Linked DNA regions of Mus musculus: regions 2, 3 and 4 are each linked to region 1. The links are chromatin contacts, called in public ChIA-PET and Hi-C maps. All regions are on one chromosome and are shown on one strand. The core of a region is the stretch at or near the end of the contact, and the rest is flanking DNA. Distances in the headings are between cores, read along the strand shown.

The links. Hi-C and Micro-C count contacts between places; a contact is called where the count stands out from the background. ChIA-PET counts read pairs in DNA pulled down with a chosen protein or histone mark.
Region 2: an RNA polymerase II ChIA-PET map of memory CD8 T cells shows a contact between it and region 1, with 95 read pairs. The contact joins the enhancer-like site here to the promoter of Oxsm in region 1. A contact is called at or near these places in 5 of 115 datasets of contacts at active chromatin or transcription factors (double positive thymocytes, effector CD8 T cells, memory CD8 T cells and 2 more) and 1 of 9 other capture datasets (liver).
Region 3: a contact with region 1 is called in an RNA polymerase II ChIA-PET map of memory CD8 T cells, with 166 read pairs. The contact joins the enhancer-like site here to the promoter of Oxsm in region 1. A contact is called at or near these places in 2 of 39 promoter capture datasets (the C10 cell line and pre-B cells), 1 of 484 Hi-C or Micro-C datasets (the MNK3 cell line), 7 of 115 datasets of contacts at active chromatin or transcription factors (the 230-238 cell line, CD8 T cells, double positive thymocytes and 4 more) and 1 of 9 other capture datasets (liver).
Region 4: a Hi-C map of rod photoreceptor shows a contact between it and region 1, with 2.4 times the contacts expected there. The contact joins the enhancer-like site here to the promoter of Oxsm in region 1. A contact is called at or near these places in 1 of 484 Hi-C or Micro-C datasets (rod photoreceptor) and 3 of 115 datasets of contacts at active chromatin or transcription factors (double positive thymocytes, embryonic stem cells and stem cell-derived neural progenitor cells).

Annotation. Positions count from the first base shown.
Region 1 is chr14:16,241,845-16,244,771 of GRCm38.p6, forward strand. It overlaps Oxsm (3-oxoacyl-ACP synthase, mitochondrial), which reads right to left and starts at 1,487. Exons shown (of 3, transcript NM_001359883.1): 1 at 1,446-1,487; 2 at 1-954. The coding sequence starts at 923.
Region 2 is chr14:15,745,579-15,748,505 of GRCm38.p6, forward strand. No RefSeq gene overlaps it. Among named protein-coding and RNA genes, the nearest start is that of Gm31804, 28 kb to the right of the region's middle. Within about 2 kb of position 1,458, at least 53 of the 459 cell types and tissues checked have an H3K27ac peak or open chromatin away from gene starts, as enhancers often do. A contact at or near this core is called in double positive thymocytes, effector CD8 T cells, memory CD8 T cells and 2 more, where this site is marked.
Region 3 is chr14:15,768,511-15,771,437 of GRCm38.p6, forward strand. No RefSeq gene overlaps it. Among named protein-coding and RNA genes, the nearest start is that of Gm31804, 5.1 kb to the right of the region's middle. Within about 2 kb of position 1,516, at least 67 of the 459 cell types and tissues checked have an H3K27ac peak or open chromatin away from gene starts, as enhancers often do. A contact at or near this core is called in the 230-238 cell line, CD8 T cells, the MNK3 cell line and 6 more, where this site is marked.
Region 4 is chr14:15,916,458-15,919,384 of GRCm38.p6, forward strand. No RefSeq gene overlaps it. Among named protein-coding and RNA genes, the nearest start is that of 1700062C10Rik, 120 kb to the right of the region's middle. Within about 2 kb of position 1,479, at least 3 of the 459 cell types and tissues checked have an H3K27ac peak or open chromatin away from gene starts, as enhancers often do. A contact at or near this core is called in rod photoreceptor, where this site is marked.

The sequences.
Region 1 (2,927 bases), core at 237-2,736:
GAGAGTCCATAACCCAAAATTTCTGCGTAGATCCGAGCTCCTCTCTGAACAGCATGCTCATGTTCTTCCAGCACCAGCACAGCAGCTCCCTCACCCATGACAAAACCATCTCTCTCTGGATGAAACGGCCGGCAGGCTAGCTTAGGATCTGGGTTTGAGCTCAGAGCCCGGGCTCTGGAAAACCCAGCGAGAGATAATGGACTAATGCAAGAGTCTGTGCCCCCAGCCACCATCACATCTGCGTCACCATGGGCTATGAATCTAAAGGAGTCTCCCACAGCATGTGCACCTGTGGTGCAGGCTGTGGACACTGAGTGATTGGGGCCCTTGAGTTTGTAGCGAATGCTAACCTGGCCTGCAGCCATATTGATCAGAATCTTAGGGACAAAGAATGGGCTGACTTTATTATAACCTTTGGTCTGAAACAGCAAAGCAGTTTCAGAAATAACTTCAAGAGGAACCATGCCCATGCCAATGGCAACGCCAGTAGCCACCTGATCTGCTTCTCGTTTCGGATGCCAGCCGGAGTCTTTCAGGGCCAACTCTGCTGCCCCAACAGCCATGATGGTGGAAGAAGACATGGACTTGGCATCTGATTTGGACACAAAGTTTTCTTCATTAAACTGACCTTCATGTGGACCTCTTGGTACATAAGCAGCTACACTGCAAGGGATATTCTTGTACTCATCACCAACCACAGAAACAATTCCACTTTCTCCTCGGAGAAGCCGATCCCAAACTAGTTGAGTCCCAACGCCAAGTGGTGTCACTAGGCCAATGCCTGTGATGACAACTCGTCTGCGCAACATGGCTGCTGGCACAGTTCCATAAAATCTGTGTTTGCTTATTAACCAAGAATATGACGCTGGATATGGATGGGAGATTGTGGCTTTTAGAAAATGTTGCAAGCATTTTGACAACATGGTTGAAATTCAGAAGATCAGAAACACATTCCTGGAATAGACCACAAGAGACAGCAAGCATCATTTAAACGACAGTAGAATCTTACACACACCCTAGGTGTGACTGTGGTCACAGAGAAATGCAACCCTCGCTTGGACTTAACTTTTATTTGTAATCTATGAGGTCCTTCAGACTGTCAACTGATAGCTAGCTCACTGGGTTTTACAACGCCAACCCACCCTACAGGGGGCATCCTTCTTCAGGCTCACCGAAGATTACTGTACAGTGTGGACTGAGTCCATGTGGCATTTCTAAGATTAATGCACAGGAGGCCGCCTCAGGCCCATTCTGCCTTGTGCACTTTATCTACTTCCGTGTAGGGCAGATAACCTTTCAGGCGGTCCCGCCACAGCCCAGCACCGCCGTATTAGGAAGGCCGGGTGTAACTTCCCGAGCTCAGCGTTAGGAGCTCTCAGGGATTCACAGCCACGCGACGCCCTCCACCCCTACCCTGAAACCCGGGTGCACACTGCAGTCACTACCTGAAACAAGCCTTTGCGGGCGCCCACCGAGTGCGCATGCGCACTCATCCGCAGCGCAGCGTTTCCGCCCGGTGCCTGATGTCAGAGGTCAGACGCTCCGGCCAGAGCTTCCTCCGGGTTCCGGGTTGTGAGTGCCCCGCTCTAGCCTCAGAGCCTGTTTTGATCGCTTGGGAAACCTCACCTAGTCAACAGCGATAATGCCTAGATATTCCTGTGCTGCCAGAGAAGGGCGGCTGTCATTTCCCCAGGACATTCCGGGGAGGACCTATAGCTGTAGCCTCCCTGGTAGCTCTGTAGAAAATATTCATAGAACTCTTCAGAATGTCACCAAGAAACCGAGGTCGTTTGGGGAAACATCTAAATGCCACGTAGACAATAAAATAATACTATGGCTGAATACTTAGAAATGTGCAAAGACGTTGAGAATTTGTTAGGAGACGTTAGTTACAAAACTTTTAAAGGTTTGCAAAGAGATCAGATAATGGTACCGCTCAATTTCAGCACCTGGGCGGCAGAGGATCAGGAGCTCTGTCCTCAGCTGTGGAGAGAGTGCAAAGGGAGCCTGGGCTACCAACCTGAAGACTTTGTCTTTAAAATATAACAAAACCTAACGTCTGTAGTGATCTGCAGTGCTTATGGTGTCCCCTCTACCTCCATTTTTCCTTACCTTTATTTACTTTAGCAAATGATGTAAACAGCTACTTCTGTAACAATAAAAAGGGCTGACTCATGACAGGAAGTGACCAGAAGATTGCCCAATATCTGAAGTGGAAATTCCTGAGCTTACGAAAGTTTTACTTGCTCAGAGATAAATCTGTAATGGATAAGTAGGATAAGTAGCAACACAGCCAGGGGATGTCTATTAACTGTTCAAGTCTGTCCCACGTGTGAGCTTTGCTTTTTCTTCAGATAAAGGATAGACTATGCTATCTTGTAGTCATGATTATATATTTTCTTGTGGGCAATAACCTCTTCAGGCCATCGTTGCCACGTATGCTTGCTTTCCAAATGTAGAAAAGAATCTGAGGTAAGTTTAGCTATTTCCTCATTACTCCTGGATATGATTTATTGTCTACTCTGTCTAAAATGTTTAAGAAAATTCAACTTGTTCCTGATCCAGTAGCTCACCATTTGCTTAGTATGATCTCCCTGCAGTGAAAATTGTGCTGTTTCCTCCAGTACCTTTTGGCAATTTGTTTTACATACAAATTTCTGATCTCAAAAGGCATTGGGGTATGTGGACTGTGGAAGGTTAGCTGAAAGGGGAACTCTGTCTATGCAGCCATGGAGAAGTCATGTCATCATCCATGCTGCAGTGAAACTTTCTGGCCGTGCAGATGCCCTAGGCACTTACTCCTGTAAGGAACCCTTCACCCATGCTCTGAAGTAAGCTGAATAAACTTAGAGTGCCCTAAGTCGGACCTGGGGATTTTGCTTTGATTTATTGTTGTTGCTTTATAAAGAGGCTGGGTATTTGTTTAC
Region 2 (2,927 bases), core at 208-2,707, 500 kb before region 1:
GAGGCACAGAAATTGTTTAAATCATTGGAAGTGGGGTGCAAGCTGGAGAAGAACTCAGTTATATCTTCTTTATGAAATGGATGTTGTATAATTAAAAAAATGAGTTGAGGAGGGCCTAGGCTGCCCCTGCTGGTATGTGAAAGCTTAAAAAACACATGTGATGTCTAAGGCTATTTTCTGATTCTATTTTAAAAGCTGAACTCAGTTGCCTGGTTGGAACTTTGGGGCTCATACAATGTTTTTGATGCTTTCTCTAAACTTGGAAACTCCTCGGTGTCACAGCCCAAAGGTGACATTCACCCATCACAGGCCACTCAACTCTGATGTGAGTATTTAGCAAAAATAGGTTGCCCACAGACGGTACCAGTCATTTACCTGACTGGCCTTATCCCCACTCCCTAGACACAGAAGTGAAATTTCAGAAATGAAAGTCGCTTGCTCAGGAATTGCAAAGAATGAAGCAAGAGCTGGATCCCTCCCCTTTTCTGTAGATTCTTCTGCTCTGTCTTTCTAAAAGGAAACATTTTGAACAAATAGAATCACAACAGACAACTCTATTAGATTCTCAGGCCTACCTGCTACATGTTACTTTTACAGTGGCAGTAGCCTTCCTCTTGGATACAAAAACCACCTTTAACATCTGTCAGCAGGATTCTCAGCCTGTGGTACAAAGCATGCCTGAGATTCCTGCTTAGGCTGGGCTGGAGCTCTGATAGGGAAAGCATGTTTACAGTGCTCTTTTGGGTCAATCACATTTTAGGATTTTTCCACACAGGGAAATTAAGTTTTCTTAATTAAATTTTAAAACCAGTGACATAAGAGGACTCAATAAATTATCATAGAAGCTAGTTGTGCTGAGCCACAGAACTTGAGAACTAAGGTTTGAACTATATGGTTACACACACACACACACACACACACACACACACACACACACACACACACACACACACACATATATATATATATATATATATATATATATATATATATATTCCCTATAGCACAGTAACTCCTCATCTTAAACACTAACCAACTGAAAATTATATTATCTCATGGAATTGACTTGAAGGAGTAAAGACTATTTTATCTCATGAAAGTACATATGCAAGGAAGCACACAACAGAACCTGGATATACTGGAGAGTGGAGGCTAGGATTAGAGGAGGATGCTTAAGCTCCTCCTCACATGGTTCTTAGTGGGATACACGGATACCAGCCAAAGCCAGCTTTAACTTCCTCCACTAGATACTTCTCTAAGATTGAATCAAATTGCTTTGTACGAACCTCTACCTGCTAGTTGATGGAAATCCCTTTACAGCAGATAAAGAGCATCCCGCATGAGTGACTACTGAGCACTAGGAGTCCAATTTGAGACCAAATATAAACACAAGATTAAATGTGAAGCCACAGGGTCCCCATCTGCCAGCATTGTGTTCTCTAAGAAGCATCACGAGACCTTCACTGAAGCCCAAGACAGGCGAGGCTCTGCCTAGTTACCACCTGGGTATGACTCAGAAACCCACTTCCTCTCACCAATCCCCCATCAAGTTACACATTTTTCTTAGTTTTTTTTTTTTCTGCTTAATATTTTTAATTTATTTTTATTAGGTATTTTCTTCATTTACATTTCCAATGCTATCCCAAAAGTCCCCCATACCCCCCCCCACTTCCCTACCCACCCACTCCCACTTCTTGGCCCTGGCATTCCCCTGAACTGAGGCATATAAAGTTTGCAAGACCAATGGGCCTCTCTTCCCAATGATGGCTTAATTTTTATTTTTCAAAGCCTCAGTAGCATTTTTTAAAAGCAGTTTGTAGGCAGTGTGAGTGTGAAGTGGTCTCTCCTTTGATAACACAAAGGGACAGTGAAGCAAGAACATGTGGGAACGTGATGAAGTAGGAGAGAGATGCTAGCTGAGCAACTTCAGGAGGGAGTCTCAATAATTAGCAATTTTGTTTTTAACCATTGTGGGCACTTCCATTTGTCCAGGTGTCCTGGCCTGGCCTGAAGCTGGAAATACCTGGGTTCTATCAGTAGTTCTGCCCTGCAAACTAAAATACCAAAAATACCAAATTGTTTAAGGGTGCTGACAGTACTCTGGTTTTTTTTTTTTTTTTTTTTTTTTGGTTTTTTTTTTGTTTTGTTTGTTTTGTTTTTTAATTTAACTTATCCTTTTCAGAATAGCAGCTGAAGCCTGGAACCTGTGGATGATCAGATACTTCACTAACCTTTAAGGGTGTGCCAGCAGAAGGTGTGCCAGGCAAGACACAGAAATGACAAGTCACATGAAGACCTCATGTGTAGGACAACTGTCCTGCTCAGCTCACTTCTCGTGCTTAGAGCAGGTTGATTATGACAACACTTTCCTGGGATCTATTTCGACTCTAAAGAATTTCTTCTTGTTTCATCTCTCATACATTCTCAACTATAATAAAATTCCTTTCGGAAACTCATTCTTTACATGGCATAAGACCATAGGACCATAGAGAGGAAGGTGGCACTGGAAGGTGCTCATGAGTACTTGTCCTTGCATCTTTAGCATCTGTACTAAGAAGACTACAAGTTACCTGTAGCCCAATGGAGGGCTTTTTCATTAAAGTCTTTGCATTTTGAAAGAGTCTGTGACTATTTGGAATGAAATAATTTAGATGAGCTTCTTCTGCTGGTGTTTTATGAAATGCCATTCTGAATGTGTTTTCATGGAATGGTGTTGTGTTGGTCAGGGAGCTATAGAATGTCTGACATATATATCTTAATCATAGCCTTTGATTCCTCTGGACCCAGAGAAGATCAATTAATCTGAGTACAGTAGTGTTTGCCTATAGCCGATACTTACTAACCAGTGCTGACTGGGTGGACCAGTGTAGATAGTGTTGATGCAGTGTGAAAACGTGGAAGACCCTTTCTTTTGATCATAGAATTTG
Region 3 (2,927 bases), core at 266-2,765, 470 kb before region 1:
TTCCAATTCAATCTTGTTGGGATAGTCTGCATGCTGCTCTGCTATCTGCCTGATGAGAAGATTCTGTGTAAAGCTTCCAACATTCACAGGCCTTCTTTCAGGCTTTACATCACTCTTCAGATGCTCTGCTGAGGTCCCATATTTTCCTAGCTATCTTTTCATCCATCACTCTAGATGTGGAAAACAAGATCGTGATCTTGTGGTCATCTTAGCCACATAGTACATACTGTCATTCTGTCACTTCTGAAACATGCCCTTTCTTTGCTGTCTTCCAGTCTTGTATGTTGAAAAGATGAGCTTCCTGTAGATACTGTTGGCCAGTACCAATTATTGTGAGTTTGTTTACAGTTCTTGAAGCAAGAACATCAGAAGTGTTCAGGTATAGAGCCCATGGAGCACACTCCCAGACCCACCTGTGCTCTCAGTAACTGGATAACATTCAATAGTCCCTCTGGCAAGCATACTGAATTATGTCCCTTACACTATGGCACCAATGGAAGGGAAAACACACAACACAAAAGTGATGAGATCAAGTAAACACTAGATTGTGATCAGACTTTACAGAACAGCCCTTCATGAGGGGGCAAAATAGCTTCAGAATTTAGACCCATGGCACCACTTCCAACAATAAACAGATGGATCTAAAGTCCTGAATCCCACTATGATCAGCCAAACCCATGGCTCCCCTGGGGTCTGAAGGCGAAGTAATGCATGATGGGAAATGCCTGTGATTCTAGGTGGAACCCTGAGGTAATGTACCAGTCACCAGGTCACTGTGACCATGACTTTACTGACCTTTTTGACTTTGAATTGTAGTGGTGATAGATTCTGAGATTTTTTGGGGGGGATAGTCACAGGATTCCTAACAGTAGCATATGCCTGTCCACATGCCCATGTAATACCAACCCTCATGCCTGCTGGCTTCTCTAAGTTGGTCCTTGGGGAACACTTTCAGTGTCAGCTCACTAACCCTGTCTTTTACAATTCTTGGCACTCTATTTTGTACATTTGAGAAGAAATAAAAGTGCTAACCCAGCTTGATGAGCCCTGTGTGGTTCTGGTTCTCTACATTGAGCGTTGGTTTTTTTGTTCCTGGAATAAAAATGATCCAGAAGATTTTACAGCCATTGAAACATTTGTTCGCTGTGCTGAGAACTTAAGAGGACATTCTAAAATGGTTTTCAAAATGTTTTTATGATGATGACATCAGCTGATATGAGTTTACTGTCTCTTGAGGCAAAGATCTTGAAAGCATTAGTGCTCTATTGCCAGCCCATGTCATCTTTGTTTGGCCCTCAATGGGACACAATTCCGGGTGTTTTATTCACCCTCAAAACACTTCGTTTCAAAGGGAGTTTAAACACTGTATAATAAACAGTAAAATTCAGGAGCAGAAAAAAATGAAAATGTAGGTGAGACAAGAAGGAAGTGAGAAACAGTCTTACAGAAAGCAACACTGCAGCCACAGTGTGAACCACAGTGTGACACCCATGGGAAAGGGAAACCAAGCCGCAGCCATGAGACAGGAAGAAGCCGGCTGCTGGGAAAGAATGACGTCACTTTCAGCAGTTACTCTTTTCTGGTAGAACGGGGAGGGTCAGACACGTTTTCTTCAGAAAAAAAAAAGAAAAGAAAAAAAAGAATGGAAAAATGGTTCCAATCAGTTCTGTCTCAGTGCCAGAAGGAATGAGACCCATGCTGCTGCACATCAGGTCAGTCCACAGGATGTGGCTGCATCCTTCACAGCTTTCTAAATGCAGAAGCTTTGAATCAGTAAGCCTGCTTTTAGTGAAATACAGTTTCAAGTCCAATTATGATGATATACACCTGTAACTCCATCAGGAGCTGAGACAGGAGGGCCACTTCTCCAAGATAACTCCTTCAGTGAACACAGGACTCCTAAAGTCAACACAGCCATGGAGGTTGCATGAGAGAACTTGCCCAAACCATGAAGCCTTGAGCCTTACCTTTCTTGGCATTTTAAGCACAAAAAAAAAAAAAAAAAAAAAAAAAAAAAACCATATCCTGGTCAGAACACTTCAGTTAACAAGAGCAGTTAGCAAGAAGTAGAACTGCAGGAGCAAAAAAGCAGTTAGTACATTTGTGGCTTTTCCAGCCACATCCCTGGACCATTGATGTAACCTTTGTATCTATTTTGTGAGGTGGTTTAGGTCTAAGTTCTTGTGTCAGATGTCCCCGCCTATGTTCTGAGTTCCAACACCTGAATGGGTTTCTGTCATTGCAATAGTTGTGCTAAGGTCTGGGAGCATGTTAGTTATATCATAAGCATGAGTCCAGCCTGAGGTACATATCCTGCCTCATGATATCAATCAAATAATAATAATAATAATAATAATAATAATAATAATAATAATAATAATAATAATAATTCAATTGAGAATACTTAATTTTGAATAATATAAATACCACTAAGAAAAGTAATTTGTAAATAATCCCCAAACTCATTTGATCGAGTCAATTGTGAACTAATAATTAATAGTTAAGATGTAAGGATTGTTACTCCCAAATATTTTTAACATAGAATATATGACATATCTCCTCCTCTCTGAGAGATATGAGGCTGCACTATCTTATTACATACCTCTGAAGATTTCAGCTAAGTCACACACATCTAATGATGCTGGTCAGGAGTCATCTCCACACAGTGGACATGAGAGCTGGAAATTGTTAGGTACATGATAATGTTTGAGACAAGGTGGGCAAACTAAAGAATGATTAAAAAGTATCATTAAATCAGCTCTCAGAAAACGATTCTAAAATTCATTGTCATTCATTTTTTTCTGTTTGCTCCATGGGGTCTGACTCCTTGCATCCAGTCTTCTATTTGTTGATTCTAGTGACAGCTTACAGTGTTAGTTTCGAAACTAGTTCATGATTCTTCATAGTGTGTGCAATATAGATTCTGA
Region 4 (2,927 bases), core at 229-2,728, 330 kb before region 1:
TTTGGCCCCTACATCTACCTGCTCCAAGCTGTGCCTTCCTTTGGAGCTGATTTCCAGAACTCTGATGGTCAATCAAGCATGGTACTAAAAAAATTTGGCCCTTGTGTTTGGAAAACAGTATGGTCATAGTTAGGATTCTTGTGCTAAGAGGAGTAGAAATCTAACAGAAATTAAAATGAAAATGCTCGCAGAGAAAGAAATGAGAATCCAGAATAAACTGAAAACCATTCCTGAGGCCTGCCTGCTCTGGCCTTTTTCACAGGCATCAATAAATCCCATTCGTTGGCAAAGCTGGTTGATTCTCTTTTTCATCCTATAATGAAAAGTCTCTGGGAGTGTACCTGAATAAATTGGGTGCAGGGAGAAGTCAAAAGCTGATGGAATTTGGGGCAGCAAGATGGAGGGCTCAGTGTCTGAAAATAATCTCCTCTGAGCAAAGTCCAGAAGAAAATGCAGAAAACATCCAGTGCTGGCAATGAGGAGATAATTGCCTAATCACGGTTTGGGCACAGCATGCAAGAAGGGCGATGGTTCTTCCCAGTAGGGTTGTGAAGAAGAAAATTATTCATTGTCCAAGTTAGTAAAAGCTGAAATCCTTCATCCATGTGTTATTGTTCTCTGTGATGACTCCATAATATTTTATTAATTTATTTATACTTAAAAAGGAACCAATTTTTCTACCAACCTAGAGAAGATGAGTTAGGATGGTAAGGAAATGAAGAGCTACGCTTTAATGATAGAAATGTAAACTGTGTTCATTCATAAATCATCTGGGTAAGGCAGAATCTTGTTTGTGAATCACTGGACTACTTATTTTCAGTGTGTGTGTGTGTGTGTGTGTGTGTGTGTGTGTGTGTGTGTGTGTGTGCGTGTGCGTGTGCGCGTGCGTGTGCGTGTACATGTAGGGGGGGGATGCATTTTTATGATGTTCCTGTATAAGTCAGAGGACATCCTGCGGCAGTCCCCTTGAACCACTTGGGTCATGTCCTCAGGCTTGGTGGCAAGTACCTTAATCTGCTTAGCCATCTGGCCTGTCCCCTCACAGTTATTTTAAGTACCTAAGCCTGGACTTCTGGATAAAGTGATACAGTTTAAGCAGTTGCTGGACACTATCGACCAGAAATCCCTAACCCCATTCCCACCTCATTCTGCTTTGAGATTTCTGTAGAAAACTAAAACCAAAGTAATTTTTTTGTTGAATCAGAACTAGGATTGAACCTCTGCCTGAGCCTGAGCCCTCCATCTCTTTCTTTAACTATAGTTGGAAGCATTATAGCTCATTTGCTTGCAGACTAATTTATTCTATGGTAAGAAGCCTCTTGATTTGGATACTGAAATTGCAACCACTTACTTGTTGGTTGCTTTTAATTTGCAATTCAATACCAAATTCTCCATTTCCTCATATGTTTGTTCCTGAGTCACTGCTTTTAAAAAGAAGGCTGCTATCCTGATTCACTCCTGTGACCCCTGAGTTGGAAGCCAGAAGGAGGACCCAGAGTTCACACTGTTCTGGTTGTTTTTTCATCAACTTGAGACACTCTAGAGTCATCTGAAAAATCTCCTCACCCAATTGGCCTATAGGCCAGCCTGTGGGGCATTTTTCTTGTTCAATGATTGATGTGGATAGCCCAATCCATTGAAATGACCCTACCCGTAAGTTAGTCCTGTGTTGTATAAAAGGCAGGCTGAGCGAACCATGAGGAGAAAGCCAGTACACAGTGTTCCTCCATGACTTCTGCTTCAGTTCCTAACTCAGGGTTCCTCCACTGACTTCTTTCAGTGATGAACTATAAGTATAAATTTCAACTATAAACCCTTTCCTTTCCAAACTGCTTTTGGTCACACTGTTTTTCACAGCAAAAGAAATCCTAAGACACAAGATCATCCTTGGCTACAAAAGGAATTAAAGGCAAGCCTGAATAACATGAGATCATATCTCAAAACAAACAAACAAGTACCTTTTCTAGAGTCACCATAACAAAACAGCACAAACTGAAAAGCTCACATAATGTAAATCGATTTTCCCACAATTCTAAGTTCTGAAAGTCTAAGATCAAGGTGATGACAGAACCTTCTAAGGCTTCTCTAATTTTCTTGTGTGTAGTAAATATTAGTGGGCCAATTTACCCTTTCTCTTTAGTGTGCCCAAATTTCTTCTTATAGTTATGTTGCTCAGATTAGACTAGGCTCACTTCAATGAATTCACTTAAGTCAGACATTTCCATAACAGAGATACAATGTGTCAGGGCTTCAACCTGTTCACTGGGAGAAGTGACTTAGCTCCTAAAACCATGCCTAAAAGCTATCAAGGGTGGTCTGGAAAAAATCAAGAGAGCGCCAGGAACAGCTCAAATAATCAGGATAGTTCAAGAGACAAAGAACCCTGAGGAAGGCTGCTTATGAATTCTGAGCAAAAAGCAATGCTGGAGCTACTACAATACCCAATCTCAGATTATATCACAAAGCCAAATGAAAACTATGAAGACTATGGATCTTCCACTTAAACCCAGCAGAGGGCCCCAAGGTCCCCAGAGGACTCTCCCTGACTCAGGCCCTCTAGCACGCCCAGGGCCTCAGGATCATGGGTGAGTGGAACACAACATCAGTTCCAAACAATCCCAGAGCATCTTGTGCCAGCACTAACAGGGACAAAGGAACCTGGCTTGACTACAGGCTGGGATTCATTCCAGTAGGGGCCAACCTCGAGCCATCTTCCTCGCAAACCTGGCAGAGGGCCCCAAGGTCCCCAAAGGACTCTCCATGCCACAGGACCCCTAGCACACCCAGGACCTTGGGATCTCTTGAGAGCACGTGAGCAGCAGAAGCAACAGAGCTTCTTGGACAGGGTCCCTTCAGGCCTTCATCCTCAGCCAGGGGGCAGAGTTGAAACCCAGACACCAGGGCACCTTCCTTGCCAGAGGAGAGGT